2 separate regions of the Hordeum vulgare genome follow, and region 2 is linked to region 1. A link is a contact called in public Hi-C data. All regions are on one chromosome and are shown on one strand. Each heading gives the region's core, a stretch centred on a gene start, on an enhancer-like site or on the middle of the called end of the contact. The rest is flanking DNA. Distances are from core to core; before and after follow the strand shown.

The links. Hi-C and Micro-C count contacts between places; a contact is called where the count stands out from the background.
Region 2: a contact with region 1 is called in a Hi-C map of seedling, with 2.3 times the contacts expected there. The contact joins the promoter of LOC123430385 here to the promoter of LOC123426930 in region 1. A contact is called at or near these places in 1 of 6 Hi-C or Micro-C datasets (seedling) and 1 of 1 datasets of contacts at active chromatin or transcription factors (embryo).

The regions. Positions count from the first base shown.
Region 1 is chr2H:513,984,148-513,990,631 of MorexV3_pseudomolecules_assembly, forward strand. It overlaps LOC123426930 (probable inactive receptor kinase RLK902), which reads right to left and starts at 4,438. Exons shown (of 2, transcript XM_045110850.1): 1 at 2,238-4,438; 2 at 1,174-2,139. The coding sequence starts at 3,582. The coding sequence ends at 1,475.
Region 2 is chr2H:514,215,441-514,222,013 of MorexV3_pseudomolecules_assembly, forward strand. LOC123430385 (protein FLOURY 1-like) reads left to right here and starts at 3,080. Exons shown (of 1, transcript XM_045114251.1): 1 at 3,080-4,580. The coding sequence starts at 3,287. The coding sequence ends at 4,438. It also overlaps the pseudogene LOC123428566.

The sequences.
Region 1 (6,484 bases), core at 3,188-5,687:
GTGCTTGTTTGATCTTCTTTATTTCACATTGAATGTAAAATGTTGTTTTTGCTAGACGGACGTTTGATTTTACATCGTCTGCTGAAGCAACATGCTGGCGTGTTAAAAATTTACAATGTTTGATGAAGCAACTGACTACTCACGCGTAAAAACCATCAGTGCACGTGTTGTATAAATTTTTTTGGGTGCCGTGCCTGCGCCTGTGTGCTGGAGATGCTCTTACGTGATGTCGGCACGCCTCATCAAGCTTGTAGATGTGGTGACATTAGCTGTTAGGCAGGTGAATTTGATTTATTCATATATTTGTTTATAGGATCCTGTTAAATAATAAAATAAAATAAATATATACATCGATTAATGCATGGTGATTCTCCTTTTCGGAAAAGAAAGATACTGAAGAAAGCGTTCATGGGAAGCGGTACTACAAGTAAAGATCAGCTGTACGCCTGTACCGAAAGGTGTAGTGCAAATGCATGGGGTTGGATTGGATTGGGTCGTGTCCGTGGACGAACCGGACAAGCTGTAGCGAACACAGGACCAACTATTCATTCATTCACATCGATCATTATTGCCGGGGAGCGATTATCTTTCCTTGGATATAGGCACATTGATTGTTGCTCCGGCTCGATCGATCGATCGGCCGAACCTCCTCCTTTATAAAAGCTTGCCAACTAATGACAGACAGGGGGTGCAATGCATGATCTCCGATCTGTCCAGCTGCAACCATCTTGCTCTTCTTCCTTTTGTTTTTGTTCCATCGTCGGAGAGTCATGCTCGGCAAGTACGCCTAGGATTAGGATTACAAGCACGCACGCATTGACGCCTTCTTCATCATTTGCCGGGATTCGGGACAAGCTGATGTGCCGCCAACACAAATCCATGTTCTCGTTGCTCTCACAGAGAAGTCTTCTGTTTTTTCGGCGTCAAAAAGTCGTACTACCACGGCGCAACTAACTGAGGCGACAGTTAAAAAAAACTGAGGCGACAGTTGACATGACATTTACGGTGGCCAATGCGTGTTATTGTCTCAGGATTATGCTCGTGATTTCACCTCGTTTCATGGCAAATTCAGAGCATTTTCTACATTTTCCATGCAGGGGAAGGAGTATAATAATAGTCTAGCAGAGAACCAGCTATTTTCTCGATTGTTAATTAGGTGACCCGCGCACGATCGCAACAAAATCAACTCCATCATCATGCTGTAATTACATACTCTGTCTGTCCGAACCAGCAGTGCCTCTCCTACCGCCAGCATCCTCTCAACGCACGCAGCTAATCCAAAGAATTCGTAACAAGGAAGAAGAATCAAGAAAAGTTCATGAAACTTCAAAAAAGGAAAAATAGAAAGCACACGGTGGTAAATAATGCCCTAAAGACATACGCAAGAAGACAAGATTCTGTTTTTTCTTGAGAATCTTCCGTAAGTTACCGAATGGTCGCCATGCTGGCCGACACGACCCGAGGCGACCAAGCTTCAGCTCTCTCGGATCGACCCGGCCGGCTTGAGCGGCCGATCGTCGGCCTCGTCGACCGAGATGCTCCGGCCAGGCCGCGTCATCGACGACGCCGACCCCGGGGCGGCGAGCTCCTCGATGCGCACGACGATCTCCGGCATCGCCGGCCGCTGGTCGGGGACCGGCACGGTGCAGTCCATGGCCAGCCGCAGCATCTCCACCATCTCCTCCTCCGCGCCCGGGTGCCTCAGCAGCTCCGTGTCGAACACCTCGGACGTCCACTCCTCGCGCACCACGGACCGCGCCCACCGCGGGAGGTCCACGCCCTCGTCGTGCAGCACGGCGTTCGTCGGCGCCTTCCCCGTCAGCATCTCCAGGAGCAGCACACCGAAGCTGTACACGTCGGCCTTCTGCGACAGCCGCCGCGGGTCGGCGACCACCTCGGGGGCGCGGTAGCCCGCCACGCGCATCGACGGCGCGCCGGCGGGGCCGACGAGGCTCGCCAGTCCGTGGTCGGCCACGCGCGCGTCCACCGACCGGCCGAGGAGGATGTTGGACGACTTGATGTTGCCGTGCGCCACCTTGGAGCCCGTCGCGTGGATGTACTCCAGGCCGCGCGCCGAGGCCAGCGCGATCCGCCTCCTCGAATCCCAGCTCAGCGGTGACCGCCCGGCGCCACGGTTGCCTGAGATTCTCACCAGTTCAGAAATTTTGATCCAATTCGAAGCAAAGTTTGGAGCAAGAAAACAGAGAGAACCGGACACGAACACTGAGCGTACGTACCGTGAAGCATGGAGGAGAGGCTGCCCGTGGCGACGAACTCGTACACCATGAGCCGCTCGTCCTTGCTGAAGTAGTAGGCCTGCAGGGGCACGACGTTAGGATGGTCCAGCCCGCCAATCGCCGCGATCTTGTCCCGGAACTCGCGCTCCGGCAGCGACGTCTCCTTGAGACGCTTCACTGCCACCGCCGGCGCCGTCTCCAGCGCGGCCTTGTACGTGGTACCGTACGTGCCCTTGCCCAGGACCTCGGCGGACGCGCGGAGCAGGTCCTCCAGATCGTACGGCCTCGGCACCCTCCCGAAGAAGAAAAGCTTCTTCCGCCCCACGGAGACGGGGGCGACTGGAAGCGGCATCGAAGCGGGCGGAGGCGGCCGCGCGTCGGAGACCCGTGGAGTGTAGCTGTTTGGGCTCATTGCCTCTTTGCTGTGCAGGGCCAGCTCCGCCGCGACGGCGTCCTGGCTCCGGTAGGTTCTTCTTGGCTTGCGGCGGAGAGCGCCACAGGCAAGGACCAGAACGGCGGCGATAAGCAGGAAGCCCAAAGCGCAGCCGATCACAATGCCCGCGATGGCGCCGCCCGCGAGGTGTCTCCGGCGTCGTCTGCCGCCGTTTCCCGCGACCACGGCTTCTGGGGCAGGCGTGGGAGGCTGGGACGGTGGTTGGGAAGATGGTGTTCGACACGGTGGGAGGGGCTTGCCGCACAGTGTCATGCCGAGGAAAGACGTGGCGGGCATGCCGCCGAAGCCTTTGGGAACCTCGCCGGTGAGGTCGTTGAAGGAGGCGTTAAAAGACAAGAGGGACGGCATGTCGACGTCCGGCAGCTCGTGGGTGAAGAGGTTGCCCTCCAAGAAGAGCAGCTGCAGCTTCCCGCTCTTGGCAATGGCGGCCGGTATTCTCCCGGATAAGCGGTTCTCAGCGAGGTTCAGCTGCGTCAACGCCGGGAGGGAGAGAATCGCGGCCGGGAGCTCACCGGAGAAGTGGTTGGACTGCAGGTTGATGACCCGCAGCTTGACGCAGGAGGCCAGGTCGGCCGGGAGCGGGCCGGAGAGCGCGTTGAAGCGCAGGGAGAGCACGGTGAGCCTGGTGAGGCCGCCGAGCGCACCGACGGGGACGGAGCCGCGGAGGCCGTCCCCGGGGAGGTGGAGCCCGGTGACGCGGCCTCCGGAGCAGACGACGCCGGTCCAGGAGCACGTCTGCCGGGACGTGTTCCAGGACACGGACGCCGACCCGAAGGGCGCGATGAAGGCCTGCAGCGCAGCGGTGTCGGACGCCAGGTCGTCGGCGGCGCGCGCCGCGCCGAGGGCCACGGCGAGGAGCAACGCCAGCGCGGCGGCCTGGGACGGAGGCATGGCTGTGGTGGTCCCTTCGCTTGGCCGATCACACCATGTGAGAGTGTTGGGAGAGGAGAGGTGGGGAGGGACGAAACAAGAAAGCGGAATATCGGAAAGAAGCTTCACAAATGGCTCGTTTAGCGACAAGGGGGGAGAAGAGGAGGCGGACTCACTTCCACAAGACGATGTCGCAAATCCGCAACCACATTCTTGGTCTGGCCGCTGTGGACCGTCCGATAATACGTTGGACGGTCGAGATCGCACGCCTGCCCGCTGTCGTCGATCCTACTCCTGGTCCAGCTGATGCCGATGGCAGGGGACGATAATCTGGAGTACAACTCAACTCGACAGTGCGTGAAAATGATCGGCGAAACAGTTGCTCGTTTGAATTTTGGTCAGTTGTTGCTAGCGGCTGCTCCTGAGATCCTCTGCTTTGTAGGCCAATGTGATTGAACATGAACACGAATGCTCGACCATTTTCCTGCTGTCAGCAGACATCATATCCCCGGTGCAGTTCGCTTCATGGACTGGTTCGCTTGATGATGTGTGGAGCTATGGACGTGGACGGCGTCGTGCATCCGTGCGTGACGAAGTAAACCGGTCCCTGAATGCCGGAACCGTAACTGTCAGAGAGGTTTATGGGCCTGTAAATGTCATGAACTCATGATGCCGTCAGGTGTTGGAAAATTTTGAGCGAGTGTATGATGATGGTCTGTCAGTTACCGTCCGCTGAAAGATTTATCTACTTCTCGGCAATGCTGAGCTAGGAACGTGCATTTCCTCCTGTGTGTAAGTGTAGAATTGATTTTTTTTTTTTTGAGAGAGAGAGGGTGCAGAATTGCATTGGCCAAACGGCCGAAACAACTAGAAATAGCCCAGAGCAAATGGTGGTCAGAGTCGGTCACATCGCATTCGTCGTTTATTGACATATTTTGCAACAATGGGATACATAATTTAAGAGCAAAATATTTTTCTCGATGGTGATCTACTGAATGCAAACTTAAAAATATCTCCTCTTTTAATTGGCAAAGTATTATGACGGGAGTTAATTCGTTGAAGCATGGTTATATTTGGCGTGTGGACAATAGACGGAATATTAAAATTTGAATAGATGAATGGATCCCAAATTAACCGAGTAGAAAAATTATTATTCCAAAAAGGAGACTGCCTCCTGTCAAGGGTCTCTGATCTTATTAATCCAATCACTAATTACAGAGATGAAGACATGGTGAGAATGTCATGGCCAATTAATGCTCAGCGGATCCTCGAGATTACTCTTTCTCTGCATGATATGTCACATTTTATAATGTGGAGTTGCACAAAAATGGAATGTTCACTATTCGATAAGCTTACTTCATGGAATGGGACTACCAACACCGGAATAACCTTCGACATGCAAATAGTATATTTTTTGGGCATAGCTGGTGCCATCATCATAGATTTTTTTTTCTTTTTTGAAAGATCCAGCTTGCACCTCGCTTATCATTGATTTAGCAGAAGGAGAATATCAAAAAAGACCTGATCAAGTGATCAAGATAGGATCGCCTATTCACCAACAGGTTGGCGCTCCCGTCAAAACACGGCTCACGAACAAACTTCTCAGGTTGGATCCCCAAAAGGAGTCGCTATGCATTTTGCCCCAGTCAAACGCCATTGCTCCGGAACCCGGTCGATCACTCGCTGAGCGCATGGTATGTGTCCACAGAATGTGCATCCATTTCTTTCTAACCAAATGTGCCAAGCCACCGCGATTAGAATGGACCGCAGCCCCTTGTATGTCTCGGACGTTGTTCCGACCAGCTTGCCCTTGATGATCCGCGTGGTCGTGCGCCCCGACTGTTGGGGAACGTTGCATGGAAAACAAAAAAAAATCCTACGCACACGAAGACCTATCATTGTGATGTCCATCTACGAGATGAGATTTGGATCTACATATCCTTGTAGACCGCACAGTAGAAAGCGTTAAAAAACGCGGTTGATGTAGTGGAACGTCTTCACGTTCATCGATCCGCCCCACGAACCGTCCCGCGATCCGTCTTGCGATCCGTCCCACGATCCGTTCCGATCTAGTGCCGAACGGACGGCACCTCCGCATTGAGCACACGTACAGCTCGACGATGGTCTCGGCTTTCTTGATCCAACAAACAAGACGGAGAAGTAGATGAGTTCTCTAGCAGCGTGACGGCGCTCCGGTGGTGGTGATGATCTAATCCTGCAGGGCTCCGCCCGAGCTCCGCAGAAATACGATCTAGAGGAAGACCTATGGTTTCTAGATCTGAGTTGCACGAGGCAAAAGTTATCTCAAATCAGCCCTAAATCACCACTATATATAGGAAGGAGGGGAGCAGGCTTGCCTTGAGGACCAAGTCCCCAAGGGTGCGCCGTACAAGAGGAGAGGATGAATCCTACTCCAATTAGGATTGGAAAGTGGAGTCCTTCTCTTCCTTCCCACCTCTTTTTTCTCTCTTTGGTTTTCCTTCTCTTGGCGCCAAGGCCCTCTTGGGCTGTCCCACCAGCCCACTAAGGGCTGGTGCGCCACCCTAAGGCCATTGGGCTTCCTGATGGGTAACGTAGCATATATTCAAAATTTTCCTACGCATATTCAGATCTTCCTATGGAGATACCAGCAACGAGAGAGGGGTAAGAGCATCTTCATACCTTTGAAGATCGCTAAGCGGAAGCGTTGCTAGAACGCGGTTGATGAAGTCGTACTCGCAGCGATTCCGATCTAGTGCCGAACTACGGCACCTCCGCGTTCAACACACGTGTAGCCCGGTGACGTCCCCCGCACCTTGATCCAGCAAGGAGGAGGGAGAGGTTGGGGAAGAAATCCAGCAGCACGACGGCGTGGTGTCGATGGAGAGACGAGGTCTCCCGGTAGGGCTTCGCCAAGCACCGGCAGACAGGAGGAGGAAGAAGG
Region 2 (6,573 bases), core at 1,830-4,329, 230 kb after region 1:
AGGTCGAGGGTTCGAGCCCCTCGCGCGCCCCTTTTTATTTGGTTATTTTAAAAGCTGTTGCGTTGCCCGCATATGTAGCATAGGTGGGTTACTCCCCCTGTTAGGGCAGTGAACCGAGCCTAGCTCAGTGGTGATTGCCCTGTTGTGTTGCAAGTAGGTAGCGGGTTCGAGTCCCCCTACTCCCATGTTATTTTTTTCCTGTGTTTTTAGTTGCTTGCTGTAGTGTGCCACTGTTAGTGGGTCCAGAGCCCACATGCCATACTAGGGGCCCTGGTGTGTATAACCAGTGGGACCCCCTGAGGTTTAAATGAATTTTGTTTGTTTAGTTTTGTCTTGTATATCCAAATCTGGAATATTCCAGAAGAGGAATATGCCAAATCTGGCATATCAAGACCATCTTGTGTTCTTGTTATTAACGGAGTTTGATCGTGTGTAGTTTTTCCATTGTTGTTTCTGGTGTTTTCTGCATGCATATATAGAAGTGTAATATATGGATTTGGGGTAGGAGAACCTAAGGAATCCAATGGATGTAGTAGTTTCCAGTTTTGGGCAGTCATGCTGAAGTGTCAATTCATGATGACGTGGCACTTGTTTACCGATGTAGGATGGTTTAAGTGCATCATTAGGGGTTGGGCATCCATGCATCATATTGGGTAGTGCATCCGGTTGTGCATGTGCTGTGGTGAATATCGTGTGTTGATTCTTGTTTCCATTTGCTTCATCTTGTTAGAGTTCCGCAAGCGTGTCGGAAAAGTGAGGATCCGTTCGACTACGTCGGTTTGTTTGCTTCACGGAGTCATTCTTCTTCCAAGCGGGATCTCGGGCAAGATGACCATTTCCCCAGATACCATTACTATCATTGCCATGCTAGTTTATCGCTTCTACCGATAATGTCTCGTTGCCTACCACATGTTATATATGAGCCTCTCAACAATGCCATGAAACCTTCAACCTGTTCGACCTAGCAAACCACTGATTGCCTATGTTACCGCTTGCTTATCCATGTTGTTAGCATTGCTAGTTGCAGGTGCAGTTGCTTCCATGTGATAACATGGGTTCCTTGTTATATCACCCTATTTATATGCTATTTAATTTAATGCACCTATATACTTTGTAAAAGGTGGAAGGCCTGGCCTTTCTAGCTTGGTGTTTTGTTCCACCTTTGCCCCCTTAGTTTCGGCTACCGGTGTTATGTTCCATAATTGAGCGGTCCTAACACGATCGGGGTTGTTATGGGGACCCCCTGGATAATTCGTTTTAGATTAAAGCTGGTCTGGCAAGACCCAACATTGGTACTACATTTGCCCAACATAATAATTTTGTTAATACTGAAAGCATAGGGCGTCATGAACCTGAGGAGTAATTTCACATAATACAGGGAGGGCCAGTGCTGATGGTGCTGGTCCAAAACAGAGCAGCTTACTAGCGCTACCCGGGGCAACTCGGCGTTTGGCGTGGTAACCATCGCTCATCCGTCGTGTCCTGAGAACGAGATACGCGGCTCCTATCGGGATCGTCGACACGCCGGGCGGCCTTGCTGGATTAGTTTTACCTTTGACGAGATATCTTGTGCATCGGCATTCCGGTGATGCTTTGGGTAATCTTAGAGATGAGGTTTTCCACTAAGGAGACCGTCGAGATCGCGAGCTTCGTGATCGAGGATTTCTATGCGGCTCGTGGTAATTTGTGATGGACTAGTTGGAGCACCCCTGTAGGGTTAAATCTTTCGGAAAGCCGTGCCCGCGGTTATTTGGCAACGTGGAAACTTTGTTTAACACTGGTTCTAGATAACTTGAAGTTAACTTAATTAAAATATGCCAACTGTGTGCGTAACCGTGACTGTCTCTTTCGTGAGTTCCTTCTCTGATCGAGGACACGGTGGGGTTATGTCTAAGGTAGGTAGGTGTTCAGGATCATTCATTTGATCATCAGTAGTTCACGTCCGTTATGAGTAGATCATCCCCTCTTATTCCGTATACTCGTAAGTTTAGCCACCTCATATATGCTTAGCCGCTGCTGCAACCTCACCACTTAACCATGCCTCACCCATTAAGCTTTGCTAGTCTTGATACCTTTGGAAATGAGATTGCGGAGTCCCATGTAGCTCACAGATTACTACAACACCAGTTGCAGGTACAGATAAAGGTTATTTGACGCGAGCGCGTTGATTGTTCATTTGGAGTTGCTTCTTCTTCTTCTTCATCGATCTAGGATGGGTTCCAGGGCGGCAGCGTGGGATAGCAAGGATGGACGTCGTTCTTCTTTTCTCGTTTGTTTTCGTTCGTAGTCGGACCCTGCTCTTCTTCATGATGATTATGTAATGTACTGATGTGAGTCTGATGTAGCTTGTGGCGAGTGTAAGCCAATTCTGTTATATATCTCTTCTTTTCAGTACATGTACTTTTAACGATATCCATTCTTGCGACACGACGAGATGAGCTTCTATCCCTGACGAGCCCCCATGCCAAATTAAAGATATGGTCGCATCTTGGGCGTGACACTTTAGGAGTAGAGATACGGTACGCAATTGCGTACTCTCGGAAAAATGCGTGCTTTCTTTTTTGAACATAGTATAATCGTAGTCGCTTACAAACACGATCATACACCCCCTTATGAATACATGCAGTCATATCCTATCCTATGAGTACATTCAAAAGACTAATCCGACACATTATCTTGAATTTGACGAAATCGCTAAAGAAATCTTCGTATTCGATGAAAATGTTTCGTTCCACTGAGCGCACATCGTCGAAATTTCTAAAATAAATTCAGAAACATACGAGCATCAGTGTTATGTCTGAGACTTTGTGAGCTTAGGATCAGGGGCGGAGACAGGACCCAGATTGCCAGGGCCTGGGCCCGGGTCCTAAGTTCCAACTTCTTTATTGACTTTAGCAATTATTAAGGATACGAGGCCCAAATCCAAGTAGTTTTTTAAGGCGGTCCGGGGCTTGTTGACACCCTGGTTCCGTCCCTGCTTAGGATACCACTGTGTTTCCAACCACATGTTATTGGCCTCATCGCATGCTTTTGGTTGAAAAAATATGTGAAGCATAATATTTTTTTAGCACAGTACTTTAGTGTCAAAAAACAACTTAATAATAAGTTACACAGGACAAATAGCCCCAAAACGCAAAAAAGAAGAAAAAATACAAAACCAAAAATATGGTCCATTAACCAAGTACTCCCGTCCGCAGACCCGCTCGTCCGAAACACACTCCCCAAACTCAAATTTGAACTCGTCTAAAACACCGCCCACCTGTGATCCGTCGAGTACCGACTACCCATGCCCCTTCATTTTCGGCGCCCCCCACGCGCTCCGCAACCCACGAACCGAAAGTGTGGACCCACACAGATCATGAGACCCACAGGGCAGCGATACCGCCCACGACTTATCCGAAAAAAACTCGCACCTCGACTGAACCACAACCCTACTGCCGCGGCGCCGGCTGCCCAGCTCCGGACCCAGGCTCTTCATCATCATCTCCTCCAAATCCCCACGCCCTCCCCAAAACCACGAGATCGATCTCCAAGATTTGCCCTTGCCCCCGAGCGATCCCATCTTGCCAATCAAAATTTCATTCGCCTGAATCGGAGCAGGACTGGCCCCAGTTCCCCCGTCATGGGCTGCTGGAACCGCATCTCCAGTGCCGGTGGTCTGCTGAAGCCGCTCGCCGGCGTCCCTTTCGCCTCCATGCCAGGCGCCGGCGCCGCCTACTTCCTCGTTGGCTCCGCGCTCGGGGTCTTCGCGATGCTGCAAGCATCCGAGTCCGAGGTCCGCCGCGAGTGGGCCTTCTCCCCGCAATGGGCCGCCCTGTCCCGCTCCGTGGGCGCGCAGCACATGCTCGTCGTAATGTCCCTTCTCTTCCTGGCCGCCAAAGTCTGGTTCCTCGGCAAGCGCTGCGACGCGGTGGAGGGGCTCGTGGGGAGCGCGGGCGCCACGGTGCTAGCGGTGCGCGTCAGAGGCGTCGTCTGCACCGTGTGTGGGACTGGGACAAAGGCGTGGGCTCTCAAGAAAGGCAGCTCGGCCCACTCCGTGGATCGCTCCCGCTCTGGCAGCTGCTCCGACAAGCCGGTTTCGAGGTCGCTGGCTTTTGAACTGGAGCAGGAGGCCGACAGGGAGGACGAGGACTTCGCCAGCGAGGTGACCGGCGCGGAAGAGGGCAAAGTGGAGCGGCTCAGGCGGCGGCTCGTGCGGGAGAGGATGCTGAAGGAGGCCGCCCTGGAGGAGCTGGAGAAGGAGAGGCGCGCGGCGGCCTCCTCCGCTGACGAGGCCATGGCCAAGATCGCGTGCGTGCGGAACGAGAAGGCGCTGGTGGAGCGCGAGGCGAAGCAGTTCCGGGAGATGGCCGAGCAAAAGCAGATGTACGACCGGCAGGTGATCGAGTCTCTTCAGTGGAGGCTCAACAAAGTGTACAAGGCCAAACAATGTGTATAAGGATAAAGTTGCGTACTAAAGATAAGGCCTCCTTTGTTCCGTAGAATAGGATTAGCATAGGAATAAAAAACTTGTAGGAAATAAAATGACATGTATCTCAAATCCCATGAGTAGGAATATGAAAAAAGATCCATTTAATTCACATCATAGGAGTTTTTTCATTGAGTCTATGTTCATGTTTATTTTCTTTATAAATGTGAAGGACATAAACCAATTCTATGTAGGAATAGGAATCCGTTCCTATGAACCAATGGGATCTAAAGAAATATTTTTAAAAGAATCCTATTTCCGGTGCTGTTGCGTGCGAGGTGAGTGTTTAAAAGTATCTTTATAAAATCTGGCAATTGAATATTTTTGTTTCTTGTTTCTTGGTAAAACTACAAGTAAATGGGAGTCAAGTTGTGACAAATTGTTTACCTTTATAAACTTTTCTAGAAAACATGGATTCCAACAATTGCTGTGAAGTGTTAAAAGAAGAATTTAACACACTGTTTGGCATGAGTTTCTTGAATGATAAGAATGATTCAACGATGCTAGTATGTACTATATGAATATCCATAATGCTAATGATGATTACACTAGTCATGATAATATTAAAAAAAAAAGGTTTATTATAAGCATATTAATTTGGAGAATATAGGCGTTTGCGAAAAAGTATAAATTAGGGATGATAAATTTTATAAGAAGCGTAAACATGAAAATGTAATAGCCTTGCGACATTAAGGTAGTATTGTGTAAGTGTGTGAGTGAATAGTTAAATTTAAGTATGAATATTGTTGTTAAATTTTGCGAGATTATACACATGAAAGTGATAAAATTGGTATTAGCGCCAAAGTTTGAGTACGAGATGTTCATAAGTGATGTTCACATGAGTACGGGTCGGCAAGCGCCGCGACGCCGTGGAAGGGCTCGTGGTGAGCGCGGGCGCCACCGTGCAGGCCGTGCGCGTCAGAGGTGTCGTTTGCGCCGTGTGTGGGACTGGGACGAAGGCGCGGGCTCTCAAGAAAGGCAGCTTGGCCCACTTCGTGGATCGTGCCCGCTTTGGCAGCTGCTTCGACAAGCCGGTTTTAAGGTCGCTGGCCTCTGAGCTGGAGCAGGCGGCCGGCACGGAGGACGAGGACGTCGCGAGCGAGGTGAACTGCGCGGAAGAGGGCAACATGGAGCAGCTCAGGCGGCGGCTCGTGCGGGAGAGGAGGCTGAAGGAGATGCGCGCGGCGGCCTCCGTCGCTGACGAGGCCATAGCGAAGGCGCTGCGTGCTAAACAAGAAGGCGCTGGTGGAGCGCGAGGCGAAGCAGTTCAGTGATATGGCCCAGGAGAAGCAGATATACGATCGGCAGGTGATCGAGTCTCTTTAGTGGAAGAAGAGATTACAGAAATATTTTACTACTATCCTACAAAGAATTATGCGTTTGAAGATCCAACAAAATGTACAAGGCTAAAAATGCATAGCAAAGTGCTTGAAAGTATCTTTTTAGATCTTGCAATTGAATACTTTTGTTTCTTTTTTTCGCTAGTTTGGTTTATAAAATAGAACTACAAATAAATGAAAATAAAGTTGTGCCAAATTGTTTACATTTATAAACTTTTCTTAAAAACATGCATTCTGACAATTGCTATGAGTTGTTAATAGAAATTTTTTAACACGATGTTTGGTGTGAGTTCCTTGAATGATAAGAATGATTCAATGATACTAGTATGTGCTATATGAATATTCATAAAAATAATGATGATTACACTAGTCATCATAATATTTCTAAAGAAAATGTTTCTTATAAACATGTTAATTTTTATGAAGAACATAGGTCTTTGTAAAAGCTGTAAATTAGGGATGATAAATTTTGTAAGAAGCATAAAGATAAAAAAACTAATAGTTTTACTACATTAAGTTAGTAATATGTAAATGTGTGAGTGAATAGTTAAATTTAAGCATGAATAGTTAAATTTACTGTTAAAGTTTGTGCGCTCGTACACATGAAAGTGACAAAGTTGGTATTAGTGACAAAGTTTGAGTACGAGATGTTTATAAGTGATGTTCACATGCATACGGACCGGGTCGTGCGATGGTTAACCCTTATCAGTCTCCTCCTTTAGGAGCATGCCAGTCCTAGTTGCCTCGAGAGGTTGTGAGACTTTC